2 separate regions of the Triticum aestivum genome follow, and region 2 is linked to region 1. Evidence: chromatin contacts called from public Hi-C data. All regions are on one chromosome and are shown on one strand. Each heading gives the region's core, a stretch centred on a gene start, on an enhancer-like site or on the middle of the called end of the contact. The rest is flanking DNA. Distances are from core to core; before and after follow the strand shown.

Evidence for each region. A called contact is a pair of places that touch in the nucleus more often than the background predicts.
Region 2: a Hi-C map of leaf shows a contact between it and region 1, with 4 times the contacts expected there. The contact joins the promoter of LOC123161355 here to the promoter of LOC123156427 in region 1. A contact is called at or near these places in 3 of 5 Hi-C or Micro-C datasets (all in leaf).

What each region holds. Positions count from the first base shown.
Region 1 is chr7B:141,647,551-141,654,139 of IWGSC CS RefSeq v2.1, reverse strand. LOC123156427 (DNA topoisomerase 1) reads left to right here and starts at 1,541. Exons shown (of 24, transcript XR_006478080.1): 1 at 1,541-1,787; 2 at 2,315-3,363; 3 at 4,166-4,820; 4 at 4,926-5,012; 5 at 5,977-6,023; 6 at 6,589.
Region 2 is chr7B:141,776,395-141,782,899 of IWGSC CS RefSeq v2.1, reverse strand. LOC123161355 (calcium/calmodulin-regulated receptor-like kinase 2) reads right to left here and starts at 1,515. Exons shown (of 8, transcript XM_044579198.1): 1 at 1,246-1,515; 2 at 556-1,019; 3 at 196-349. The coding sequence starts at 908. It overlaps LOC123158591, which reads right to left. Exons shown (of 3, transcript XM_044576505.1): 2 at 5,449-6,505; 3 at 4,895-5,362. The coding sequence ends at 5,112.

The DNA of each region.
Region 1 (6,589 bases), core at 292-2,791:
CTATTAAGAAAATTTAGATTTGGTATTTGAAAAATGTTATTCAGGCGTTTGATTTTCTAAAAATATTTATAGAAGAAATGTTGGCCAAGTACTAAAAAAAATTTAGATCTTGTGTTTACAAAATGTTACTTAAGCATTCGAAAAAATGCTAAATGTGTATAGAAAAATGTTGACCATGTATTAAAAAATGGATATGGTATTTGAAAAATGTTGCTCAAACATTTAAAAAATGTTAAATGTGTATAGGAAAAAATGTTGATCATGTATTAAAAATGTAGATATGTTATTTGAACAATGTCACTCCAGCATTGAAAAATGTTAAATGTTTATAGAAAAAATGTTGACCATGTATTCAATAAATGTTAATCTTGTATTTGATAAATATTAGAAAAATGTATTAGATATATACCGAATATTAGGGCTGGGCGTTCGGTTGATATGGTTTGTACGGTTCAGTTTATTCGGTTTTTTATAATTTTGATTTTGGAGAAAGGCAACTGAAATAATCACACAAACTAGCCACCAAAACTTATTAATCAAAATAAATCGGTTTGGTTTATTCGTTTAACCAAAAAAACGAAGTACATGTACCCATCAGTCTGAGAGACCTGACTCATGAACAACGATTTACATTGTACATAATGTATACAATAATCACAAGAGCTAGTTGTAAGGATACACTAGCTCATGACAGCCGTTTATGCAAAACAATAGTAAACTATTTCTAGTAGATCAAATCAGTGGCGAATCTAGCACAGAAATGAAGGGTAGTCTCAACTCCAAAGGGGGTTGATCTTTTTTAGTATGAAAACAACACATAACGCATACACGCAGCCAGGCAAGCTAACTCAGGAGGCCCCCCTTCATCTTTGTATGTAATCGAAAGATCATTAATAAAGAACACTTGATTGATTACTTTTAATCAACATATGTCTCTCTAAGCGTTGGGACGCTCGGTCGTGAAAAAGCTTATCCGGTCTCTCTAGTCTATTTTTAAACAGTGTGCAAGACCTTTTTTTTTGAGTAAACAGTGTGCATGACCTGCTCCTTAGGCCCTGTGCAATGCAAGGTGCTTGGGGTAGGTGCTTAAAGAAATAAACCAGTTTTTCTCAAAGCACCGGTGCTTATTTATAGAAGGTAGACACTTAATTAAGCATTTGTCCTGTAGAAATAAGCACCGATGTTTAAGAAAATTTCGGTTTGTTTTACTAAGCATCTCTCTAAGCACATTCCATTGTATAAGTCTTAGAAGGCTCATGAAGAAGCGCTTGGTAGCTAGTTCTTTTAGACAAGCTTGTTAGCTAGTTGTTCCGTCGGGGAGAGGATGTGCTGCGGAAAAATTGGGCCTTGGAGAGCACGCACGTTCTCTATCGCCCGTACCACACACACAGGCATTAACACCCGCTGGCGGCTGCCCCGCGGGCCCAAGAGCAAGAGAGGCCCAGGGACAGCCACGAGGCGCCAGAGCCGAAGAGAAAGAATGGTGGCGTGGCTCGCGCTGTGGGAGGGCCCGAGGGAGAACCGCTCCTGATTGAAGGGCAGAGGCGTCCGCGGCCATTGGGACTGGAAGCCGCCGCCGCCTCTTCCCCCCCTCCCCCCCTATCCACTCCCACCTAAAACCCTAGCTAGATCCCCTCAGCCAGCCGCCCATGCTCCTCCTCGCCTGAGCTCCGCCCCTGCCCCCGCCCCTCTCAATGGCGCTCCAGCTTCGCCGCCTCCTCCCGCACGGCTACGCGCACCGCGCCGTCACCCTCGCCACCAAGCCGCTGCCGCCGGCGCCGGCCATGGTAATTAATTCATTTCCATTCGCCTCCTGCTCGTTACTACCAGCACGCTTCCCCGTCTGATGGGGCGTTCGCGGGTGAGCGATGGGTGTTCGACGTTTTGCCTGTGTGACCAGTTTCGATGGGAGCAATTTGCCTTGTTGACACAGTAGTGGTACAATGCCAGTGGTGGTTGTCCATTGTCCATAGTTCATTTGACCATGTAATGTTATGTCAGCACACCGGCATTCATGTTGCCAGAAAAAGACATGCTTTACCGACACACCATGTGTTGAATCACTGTATCGAAACACACAATGCTTTAGTTTTATATATACTGCTCTAGTTAGACCACTGCTTCTTCTGTAGCATCATTCATTTTTGTTAACACGACTAAGATTAATATGGCACTGATAGACCGACAATGCTTTTCCCCTTGCACCATGCTTTTCTTTTACAGTATTTTTTGTCATGATTCTGTCCAATAAGCATGATCAAACACGGATTTTTATGCATGCTCTCTAAGTATTGTGTATGTGTTACCTTTGCAGCTTCACTTTGGGACTTCCCAGAGATACTCATGCTCCTTCATGCCTTATTCGCCTCTCCGTCCTTGTCAAATGTGTGGAGTCGCAGTACGGAATAGTGCAACGAGGAAAATGTCTCTAAGAAATAGCTCTCAGCTCGCCCTACAGCTCAGAAGCAGTGCCTTTTTGACTACTGGGCTCTCGGGGTACCACAGTTCTGTAAGTTCCAGGGCTGCAGCTATCTGTGGAGTTGCTTTAAAGGCTACCAGTAGTGTTAATTCACGGCTCTTCTCGACTGCATATGGTAAAAAGTTAAGGCTTCTCATTAGAAATAAGAGCTCATTTAGCCATCCAAATATAAATAGGGAAGATGGGAGTGCTGCCCATAGTTACGTCCATAAATCTGAGAGACGCAAAAGCACACTAGCTGCATGTAGCACCATCGCTGATGAGGCTTCCACATCTACTAGCAAGTGCAGCGAGAGTGGTACAGATACTAAAAAGGACATTGCAAAGAAGAAGAATTCTAGAGGCAGCAAAAAAGAAGTTAGTGCAGATGTGAAAGAAAAGAAAGTTTCTACCAAGAAAAAGAGCACTTCTGCTAAAACTAGTAAAACAGCAGCAAAGACAACTGAGAAAGCTAGTGCGAAGCAAGAAGAAAAGAAGGTCGACGCATCTAAACCAAAGAAAGGGGTTGGTAGTTCCAAAGAGAAAAAAACAGTAACCAGATCGAAGAAACCTGTGAAAGCAAAGGAGTCAGCTGCTATTGCAGCCGCTGAAACAAAGAATTGCATGGAGACCACTGTTGATAGTTCTGGTAGCGAGAGGAGGCCACTTGTACCTCTTTACCCCCCGGTAGCTAAATCAGTAGTTGTTGTTGAATCAGCTATAAAAGCAAAAGTTATTCAAAAATACCTTGGGGACATGTATGAAGTATTACCTAGCTATGGTCATGTGAGAGATCTAGCTGGAAGGTCAAAATCTGTCCGCCCTGATGACGACTTCAGCATGGTATGGGAGGTGCCTACTGCTGCCTGGACACACCTTAAAAGCATTAAAGTTGCATTGAAAGGGTATGTTCTATAGGCTGGTTGTTGCTAACTTTGTTCAAATTTCGTTCTTGACATATATGTTTGATATGCATTAGTTGCTCGGAAAGTATGACACATTAACATAATTAATTACTTCTACGTTCTATGGGTCATATGTTTGTCTCTAAAAACTTGTATTCCATGCAATACCATATGTCCATATCCTTGTCACTTTCTGCAAGGCTTAACTGAGTGAACACATGACAGTCGTCTTGGTTTCTGTTTTACAACATGTAGTTTTAACCTTTCTTGGACGTAATGTAATGTTGTGAGTACTAATATCTTTTGGATGCATGAGCCATTCACCTTTGATCATAATTTAGATTGTCCGTGAAGTGTGCACAGAGTGATAAACAGTATCATGTCTTAAATCTCCTAGATTTATTATGCTCTATCTAAACTTGAGCCTTTCGAGGACACATGGACAGAAACTATAACAACAATATGGCGTTGGTGATGGTTGATTCGTCTCATATGCAGATTTTTTATTGTTAAGCTGTTCCTGCAGATAGTTTTGTGTTCAAGTATTTATGCCTATATTCTTCATTGCCACATCTAAGTATACGCTAATTAGTTAAACCTTTTCTTTCTCTAGATCTGCCTTCAGCTTATAGTAAGTGTCATACATGTGTCTGAGTTAATTCTTACTTAAAACTAGGGCTAACTGTATATATTACATAAATTTGCTAAACTTGTCTTGTGCAAGCTTCTATGTTGAGTTCCCCTGCTTTATGAAGTTGTTGCTGATTGTCTTCTGTTATTATTGCTTATTTCTTATCTCCAGAGCAGAAAATTTGATTCTCGCTTCTGACCCTGACCGTGAAGGTGAAGCAATTGCTTGGCACATAAAGGAAATGCTTGAACAGCAGCCGGGTGTGTTGGGTTCCCATGTTACTGTTGCAAGAGTTGTCTTCCATGAAATTACAGAGGATGCTATTAAAAACGCTTTAATGTCTCCAAGATATATTGATATGGACTTAGTTAATGCTTACCTTGCACGTCGTTCCCTTGATTATTTGATTGGGTTTGGCATATCACCACTTTTATGGAGGAAGTTGCCTGGTTGTCAGTCAGCTGGACGAGTCCAATCTGCAGCTTTGGCTCTTGTATGTGATCGGGAGACTGAAATAGAACGGTTTACCCCGCAGGAATATTGGACTGTTGATACTGAATTCGAAACCCAGTGTTCGGATTCTTCAAAAGGCCTATGTCTTACATCCCGGATAAAGCTTCTCAATTCAAAAAAGTTGGATCAGCTTTCTATAAGCTCTCAAGAAGAAGCACGAGCAATAGAAAAGAGGATTTATTCTTGCCAATTCGAAGTAAGAGGTGTTAAGAGAAGCAAAATTTGCAAGAATCCTCCAATGCCGTATATAACATCCAGCCTTCAGCAGGATGCAGCAAACAAACTACATTTTGGTGCAGGGCGTACCATGAAGGTTGTTTCTACTTAATAAGAACTTAGGTGCATAGCTTTACTATTATAATACTGTCATTTACATGTAGTGATCTTTTGACTCATGTGGTTCACTGTCTGAATGCAGGTAGCCCAGAAGCTTTATGAAGGGATCAGTCTTTCGTCAGAACAAACAACGGGGTTAATAACGTACCTCAGAACAGATGGGTTTCATGTACGTACCATCCTACTTTAGTTGATTGCCAAAGTAGTATTTGTTTGTAAGTGTCTCAAGTTGATTGCCAAAGTAGTCTTTCTGTTTATAAATGTATCATGTTGGTAGGGTAAAACAATCTCCCGGTCTCTTTTCTGTGATCTGTGGTTGTTGGTTTAAATTGGCGCATTCACACAAAAAACCATCAGATTGGTCACTCTATATACAAGTGACTGTAGATAAAGATTCCACATGGCTGTCTTTAAGGGGAGTGACACTTGGTTAAAGGAGGGAGATTATAGAGTGGGATGATCTTTGTTTCTTGCTTGAATCTGATGCTGACACAGTGACAATACTCATCCTTGGATTGGAAGCCGATAAGTTTTTCAAGTAGAGATGCCAGCTTGATGCTATGGCCAAAATATGGATGCTTTTGCTTAGTAGAAGAAAAAACTCAGTTATCAGCTCAAACATCTGATCAGGAAATTGGAGTTCTATAGGTCCTTACTGCTATTCCAAATAAACTGTCTGCTCTATTATTTCTTGACTTGCTTTTCTCATTATTTAGTTCCATTCATGTATATTTCTAGTACCCTGGGTAGCTACAATAGTAATAATATCCCAAACGAACAAGGAGGAACTCATGTGCATTTTAATGAAGAAATATATGCATGAGTTCTTCAAGCAGTGATGATTTGAACTTAGGTGGTGAGATTGTGCATCCACTCCCGCCCAAGTGAGTTAACTTTTATACCAACTTCAATTACATGAAACACATAATGGTTTATATATGAACATTATTAACTCAAATACTCGATTTGGCTACAAAATCTTAGTTGTGATATGTGCATGAAAGATACTACTTTCTATCCTTCGATTTGAGAATTTCTTGTCAGTTATCAGTGATAGTTGATTGTTATGCTGTACTTGTTTTAATAGCCTGAAACTGTTACCTTATTTGTTTATTCTGTCCGTCCCATTGAAGATTTCTGATGGAGCCGCAGAAGATATTCGTTCGTTAGTGAAAGAAAGGTAATACTCTATTGGAATTTTTTGTGAAGCTTGTTTAACTAAGTTTGTTCTGGGTTGCTAATCTATCTTGTTTCATGTTTAGTTGATCAGTTACGTTGTGCCCAATAATCTGATTTGTGCTTGAGTGACCAATTTCAACATTTCTTTCTCGTTGTCAGGATATATGGGATTGATATTGTGAGACATAATATTTGATACTATATTACTAAATATTTATAACCTTTCAATTGTTTTGCATTTTTGATGGAATGGCTGGAGAGCTTTCTGGTATCATTTTTATGAGTTTATTTCTTTTCTTGTCTAATCTTGTTTTTTAGAAGCTACTCCCTCCGTTCACTATGTTTTGGATATTTCAATATGGACCACATACAAACTGAAACGAGTGAACAAACACACTAGAACGTGTCTACATACATCTGATTTAGAAAAAAGTTAAATTATCTTATAATAGTGAACGGAGGTAGTAGTTTGAGAGATCAGTATCTTGGGAGTTCAACATGTTACCTTCCTGTTTATCAGTATGTCACCTGGGGTTTCCATTCTTGCTAACAAGTATTTGTTCTAGG
Region 2 (6,505 bases), core at 266-2,765, 130 kb before region 1:
CGGCCAATAACTTTGCACAACCAAAATTAAGATATGCCAATTCTTCGTGCCAAATCAACTGGAAGCCAAAATTTTGTTAGCTTGCCTCAGTTTTGGGTTGCAGACAGTTGGAGCAAAACCCAGCTGGCTATGATACATGATCTATGGATCTCCAAATCAAGTGATCGCCGGGACTGACCAGAAAAGTCACCTTACCTCTGTCTGGAACTCTCTTTCCCCCTGCGTAGAATCGCTCGCGAGAACCTTTACGGCCACGACTTCACCGGTAGCCATTACAGCCTTGTACACAGGACCAAACGACCCTTGCCCCAGAATCGTGGTGAAGTTGTTGGTAGCCTTCTGCAGATCCCTGAGCAACCAACCAACAGCAGTCACTCACATGGAGCAATCAGAAAATGTTACTCTGTTTTTTATTTTTTGGCTACTCACACCAACACCAGCATTCACGGTATGCATCATGGTATGAGTTTCATATGGGCTGATAGGAACTGGAATCACAGCAATGAAACGAAAACGGCACGAGGATTGCAATGGAGGAGTAGTTGCCATACATACTTGTAGTGGTACTTGGGGATCCCGGAGACGGACAGGGGCTGGTCCCTGCCGTTGGTGGCGCCCCGCCAGCCCCAAAAGGCGACGCGCTTCCCCGGCGGCAGCGGGTTGTGGCCCCAGTCGGCGACGCCCTCGGAGACAACGGAGATGGAGACGCTGGAGTCGAGGCTCGGGGTGGAGCCGTTGGCCCGCAGCGTGGCCGTGGAGGACTCGAGCGACCGCGTCCGCGTCCGCGCCACGACGCTGGCCCGCCGCCGGTACATCCAGATGGCCAGGAACACGCACGCCGCCGCGAGCACCGCCGCGCCCACGCCGGCGGCGACCACGATGGCCACGACCTTCGCCCTATCCGCCATTCCCGTGCCTTCGCGCGGGGGCCAAGACCATGCCGGTGCGAGACGAACCCCGGCGCAGGCGCAGAGCGGCGACCGCGTCGGCGCGCACTCTCTAGGCTCCTCCCGCTCCTCCTGCCACGGAGCAGCACAGCAGCACGCGTCAACAAGCAATCTCGAACCCGAAATCCTCGCGGCGCGACGTACGGACGCGTCACGCGCCTAGGGAACAAGCAGTCCCGCGCCAGAATTCCGCGGCGCGGCGCGCCATGAAGGCAACCCCGCGTCGGAATTGGGTGATCGGGTCGCCCGAAATAAAAGCGATCTGTCCAAAAAGCCGGGCGGGAGGCGTGCATCATACCTCAGCGCCTTTGTGCGCGAAGCTTCCGGCCTGGGACGGCGACCCCGAGGGAGCAGAGCAAGGGGAGGAGCAGGGCGAGGATCGGCGGAGACGACGACGCGCGCGCGCGAGAGAGAGGTCTCCTCCTTCCTTCCTGCCCGTGCTCCGGCTGTTGCTTTCGCCGCGCGGGTTCGGGAGAGGGAGAGGGGAGGCGGAGGGAGGAGGAATTCAGACCCGGTGGGCGCGTGGAAAAGGCGGCTGCGTGTTTTGGAGGTGGACGCAGTCCAAGCGCTTCATCACAGGACAAGACTGAGAGTAATTAATGTCTACGTACTGTGCATCTTTTTGTTTGGGGACGAAATTAATTATAGTAATTTATTAGTAATATCCGTCTCTATCTCTCTCTCGCTCGCTTCCTCTTTGATCTTTTCCTGAATATATTTTCTCTTCTTTTTGTTTCTGATGAAGATGGAGGCAGAGCAGTTGGTGGTTTGATGGGAGCCGCCGGTCATGTGCGAATGGATCCCGCCGGTCACAGGGTGTGCATGCAATTTAAGGCAGAGACACAAGGGAACATTGTCCGTCCGTCACAATGTTACCTACTCCCTTCGTTCTTAAAAAAATGTACTTCTAAATTTGTTAGAAAGTCAAACTTTTTTATGTTTGATTGTATTTATGCAATAATAGACCAATATTTATGCCATCAAATTATTAGCATTAGATTTATGATAAAATATATTTTCGTCGTATACCTATTTGGTTTCACAAATATTGACATATTTTTGCACAAACTCGGTCAAACTTTGAGATAATTTGACCCTCCAACAAAGTTGAAAGTACACTCTTTTAAGGACGAAATGGGTACACATCAAGAGACCATTAAGTTTGGCGGAGAGAGAGAAGGCTCTCTTTATTTCAAATGTTTGCCCCCTTTCAGTGGGGGTGAGGAGGATGGAGACTATACGGGCGCATGGTTAAATACTTAAATATATATCCCTTAGGCTACAACATACCATGAGGGTATTTTTGTTTTTATGGAGAATCTTAAATCAATATTATGTCGGAATAACCTAACAATATAACAATGAGAAGTATATCCCACATAATATTGATTTAATGGTTACTCGATGGGTGAAGAACAAAACTATCCGTGACTCCAATGAGGCTTTTATAAAAAAGCAAATAAGCTTCTCTAAAGCAATGCATATGCGTTAAACATGCTTGCTTTACCGGTAACATATTTGTATATATTATCTTGAAGGCAAACATATTTGTGTTTTGGACATTTTGCATGGCTTGTCAATCTAAAAATGTGTGATATATGTGGCTCCAATCTCCTTTTCTAAGAAAAATGTATGATATGTACGGCTTCAATTTCACAAAATATTCCTTAATGGGGCTCAACGTTCCCGCCAATAAAAGAAAAAGAAAAACCGGGACTCGGCCAAATTTAAGCGTGGCATACTATAGAAATGTCTTTATCACGGTTTTCTTTAAATGTGTTGCCAATTCAAGAATAATAGTAACCTGTGTATGTGTGACAAGTCAATGTTAGAGACGTCTGGAGAGGGACATAATTTGGAAATAACGACGGAAATCACAGGACTGTCACTGTATCACATTTGTCACTCCGGTAGGTAATTTGGACAAAAGGGAAATCACAAGGCTGTCACTGCATCGCATTCGTCACTCCCGTAGATAGTTTGAAAAAGAAAATATCATCACAAGACTGTCACTGTATCACTCAATATGGGAATGGGCCGACCCGGACCTGGCCTTGGACCCGGCCCTGTGGCCCCAAGGCCAATATGTGAGGCCATGGGTCGGCCCATTTCATCAGAAATTGGTGGCCTCATTGACCCGTTGGGCACATGAGGCCGGCCCAAAATCCAGCGAATTCACACTTACATCTCTGTTTACAAAGAAATAGCATGGCGGGTCAGTCTAAATTTCTGAACCATCCTGCTTCAACACTACCAAGCATTAGTCAATACTAAGTTATTTTGAATAGATATATTGTGTTGGATGTGAGGTGCGTACGTCCTGTCTTGTCTTTCCGTGAAGTGGGATGCAGTAGGCTGGGCATTCAGCGAACGATAAATCTCTAATGCATTCAGGCAAGCTAACCGGAGGAATAATCTCTCAATGCATTCAGCTGGCTACTCACGTATTGGACTTCGCATATGTAAAAAAATGATTTAGGCAGGACGGGCCACGGTAGCTCTGTCGGTAGATACAAGTAACTTATACTGTAGTATCTATTGCCCGTATCAGAATGGGTCGACCCATCTGACCCAATGGGTCGCACGGTGCCGGCTCCACTGACCCGTATATCATTTGAGGCCAACCCACTTGACCCATTGGCCTTGACTTTTTGGGCCGGGTCAGTGACCCGGCGGGCCGACCCGGCCCATTCCCATCTTGATGTATCACATTCGTCGATCCGGTCAGGCAGCCAGGGAGGGAGAAATGAAGACCAATGGCAAGGCAAAAATGCTCGGCTCCGCTGGTCGCTACGGCTACCGGTCAAAGGGGGTTTAGCATGGACGGATCTGATTAGCGAGAGAAATCCTCGCCCAGTGTCGTCCGGTTCTTCCAACTGCCACCTTCCGGACGGCAGCGTGCCTCGTCTCGTCTCATCTCATCTCATCTCTCTGCTTTGAGCGTAACGCCTGCCTTGTCCGGTGGTCAGTGGTGGCGACCGCCGGCGCCGTTTCGGCCGCTTAGATCCTTCTTCCGACCTCGTCTGCGAGGAAAATTACTCTCAATGTCCTTTCGAAGTCTTGGTGTTGACGTTTTGTTTTTAACTGATGATGATGCCGTCGGTTGTGTCTTGCGTGCCTGTTGTTACAGTGCTGGCCGTCCTTTTCTGAACTTTGTCGATGCGCTTTTACAAGGTGGAAAACAAAACTTTGCTTGGATGGTTATAAAAAGACCGCGGGTAAAGGGCCTCTAGCTTAACACAAAAATTACACTCATATTGGGAACTGAATTGTGGAACCAAGAGGCAGAAATTCAAATGCGTCTGATCCGGGTCAAGCCTAAATGGATTTTGTGTGTTCTCGTAGAGAAATAGTTGAAAATTTTCTTTTGTGATTAACGAATAGACAAATGCCAACTTAGCTTTTTTTAAATCCATTAAATATGTTCTGCCAAACCAACCTAGAGCTGCTTACCTCACATTCCCTTCATTCGTGCAAATAGAAACAATGCAAGTTGCATTCCAGCTTGTATAAATCATTTGGGTAAAGCATTGGACCTAACAATCATAATCTTGGAAAGTTTCAGTAATGCCTCTCCTCAGGGAAAGACTTTAGGAGGTCAAGCAACCAATAGCAGCTAGTGACACTTAGGCCGCGTTCGGTAGTCATCCGCGGAGCGAAGCGCACGGAGCGGGCTTTAAGTAACTCTGCAAATTATAGCTTTAATCAGCTGGATTGCCGCTCCGCTCCGGCGCGGAGCCACGGAGTGGAGGGAATCCGAACGCGGCCTTAAATACGCAAAATTTGCGACGAACAATTACGGTACAACCCCCAGCTGGGTTTCCCTCCTTGGGAGACTTTTTGTCCAGCAAGCCATTAACAGCCAGCGTTCACAAATCCGGGCATGTGAGACCAGTTCCGGGCTCCAGGCGCACCAACCATTGCCTCATATAAACCAGCAACCATTGTTTCAAGTACTATGTTTCTTTTGTTATTATTCTTGGTTGAAACACATTCAAGTACTATGTTCCTTGTCATGGACTAGGCCTAGCAACCACTACACAGCTAGGAAACCCCAAAAAACGCCACAGAAATGTACATACAACATCTGTCTATGCACTAGCTAAAACAAAAGAATTCTTCCTCTCGCAACTGCAAAAGACAATTTGAGACACTGTCTAAACCCTAGCGAGAGGCAGCAGTTTGATCCATCTGCTTGCTGGCCAACACCGAACTGATGGCTTGCTTCACGAAACCATGCAAGCATTCCTTGCAGGTGTTGGCTATCGCTGACGGTTTGGAAGCTCCGGTTCTGCAGCTGTGCTTGCAAACCGGTTTGGGGAGCGCCAGGGCTACTGATGGAGTATGCTCCAGTCCGTAGGAAGCCAACACGGTGTGTGTTGCTGCTCGAGCAACCTCCTTGAATCTGTCGGAACCTGGATCACAAGCAAGTTTTAACAGATCAGACATGTAAATAAAACAAGGTTCTGTTGCTGAAAGGGCTGAAAGGAAAAATACATACCGTAGGTTTTGTCTGTCTTGAGTAGCTTCAACTCAAGCATGGCCAAGCATGATATTTCACTTTTTGCAAGTTTACCGCTCTTCCTGGGTTTCTTGGATCCTTGATCATCACGTGTTCCAGAACGATGTTTTCTCTTGGATCCATCACGGTCTGGCCCAGAACTTTTTCTAACTTCAACTGTTGCTGCCACGGTACCAATTTCATTGGATGTTGTGGCACAAACGGCTGAAGGTTCCTCAGGGTTTACCCTCAGTTTTTTGGATCCTTGATCATCACGCGTTCCAGAACGATGTTTTCTCTTGGACTCACCACGGTCTGGTCCAGAACTTTTTCTAACTTCAACTGTTGCTGCCACGGTACCAATTTCATTGGATGCTGCAGCACGAACGCCTGAAGGTTCCTCAGGGTTTACCTTTGCACCAGATTGGCTCCCAGCGCTCAACACGATTTGTAGCGGAGAGATCACCGTGGGACGACCGGATGATAGACTGTTTGCAGATGGATGCAGCGCATCCGTTTTAGGTTTCCCTGATCCAAGCGGGCCACGCACAGATTCCAATGTTTGATCGACATGTTGTATGTGGCTTGATGAGGCAACTTTACCGCCACACGAAGATTCTGGTCTCTGATCAACATGTTGACTATGGCTTGACGGGGCAACTTTACCATTTGGACTTTCCTGATTTGTCATTCTGCTCTGGAATGAACCCATCCTTTCACGAACTAATACATGGCGATTCCCAGGCAAGTCGCAGTGCCCTACAACATCCTTCCGGGGCAGTATATTATCATTTTTTGCACCACGTTCAAAGTTCATAGTGTCTCTCTGTGTCACGGTAGGAGAAAGTCTCTGCTTCTTCTGTCCTAAGATTGTATCAATCGGGCTGAATGAAGTTGACCTGTTTCCCATAGAGAATCGAGGAGTGCAGTCTAGGGAGGAAGGCCCGTCACATTTCTTCCTTCCACCAGCAGACTTTGCAATTTCCAACATTTTCCATGCCTTATTGACATGACGGGTCTCCTTAGGCGGAGGTGCCACAGACTGCTGATGCTCTTT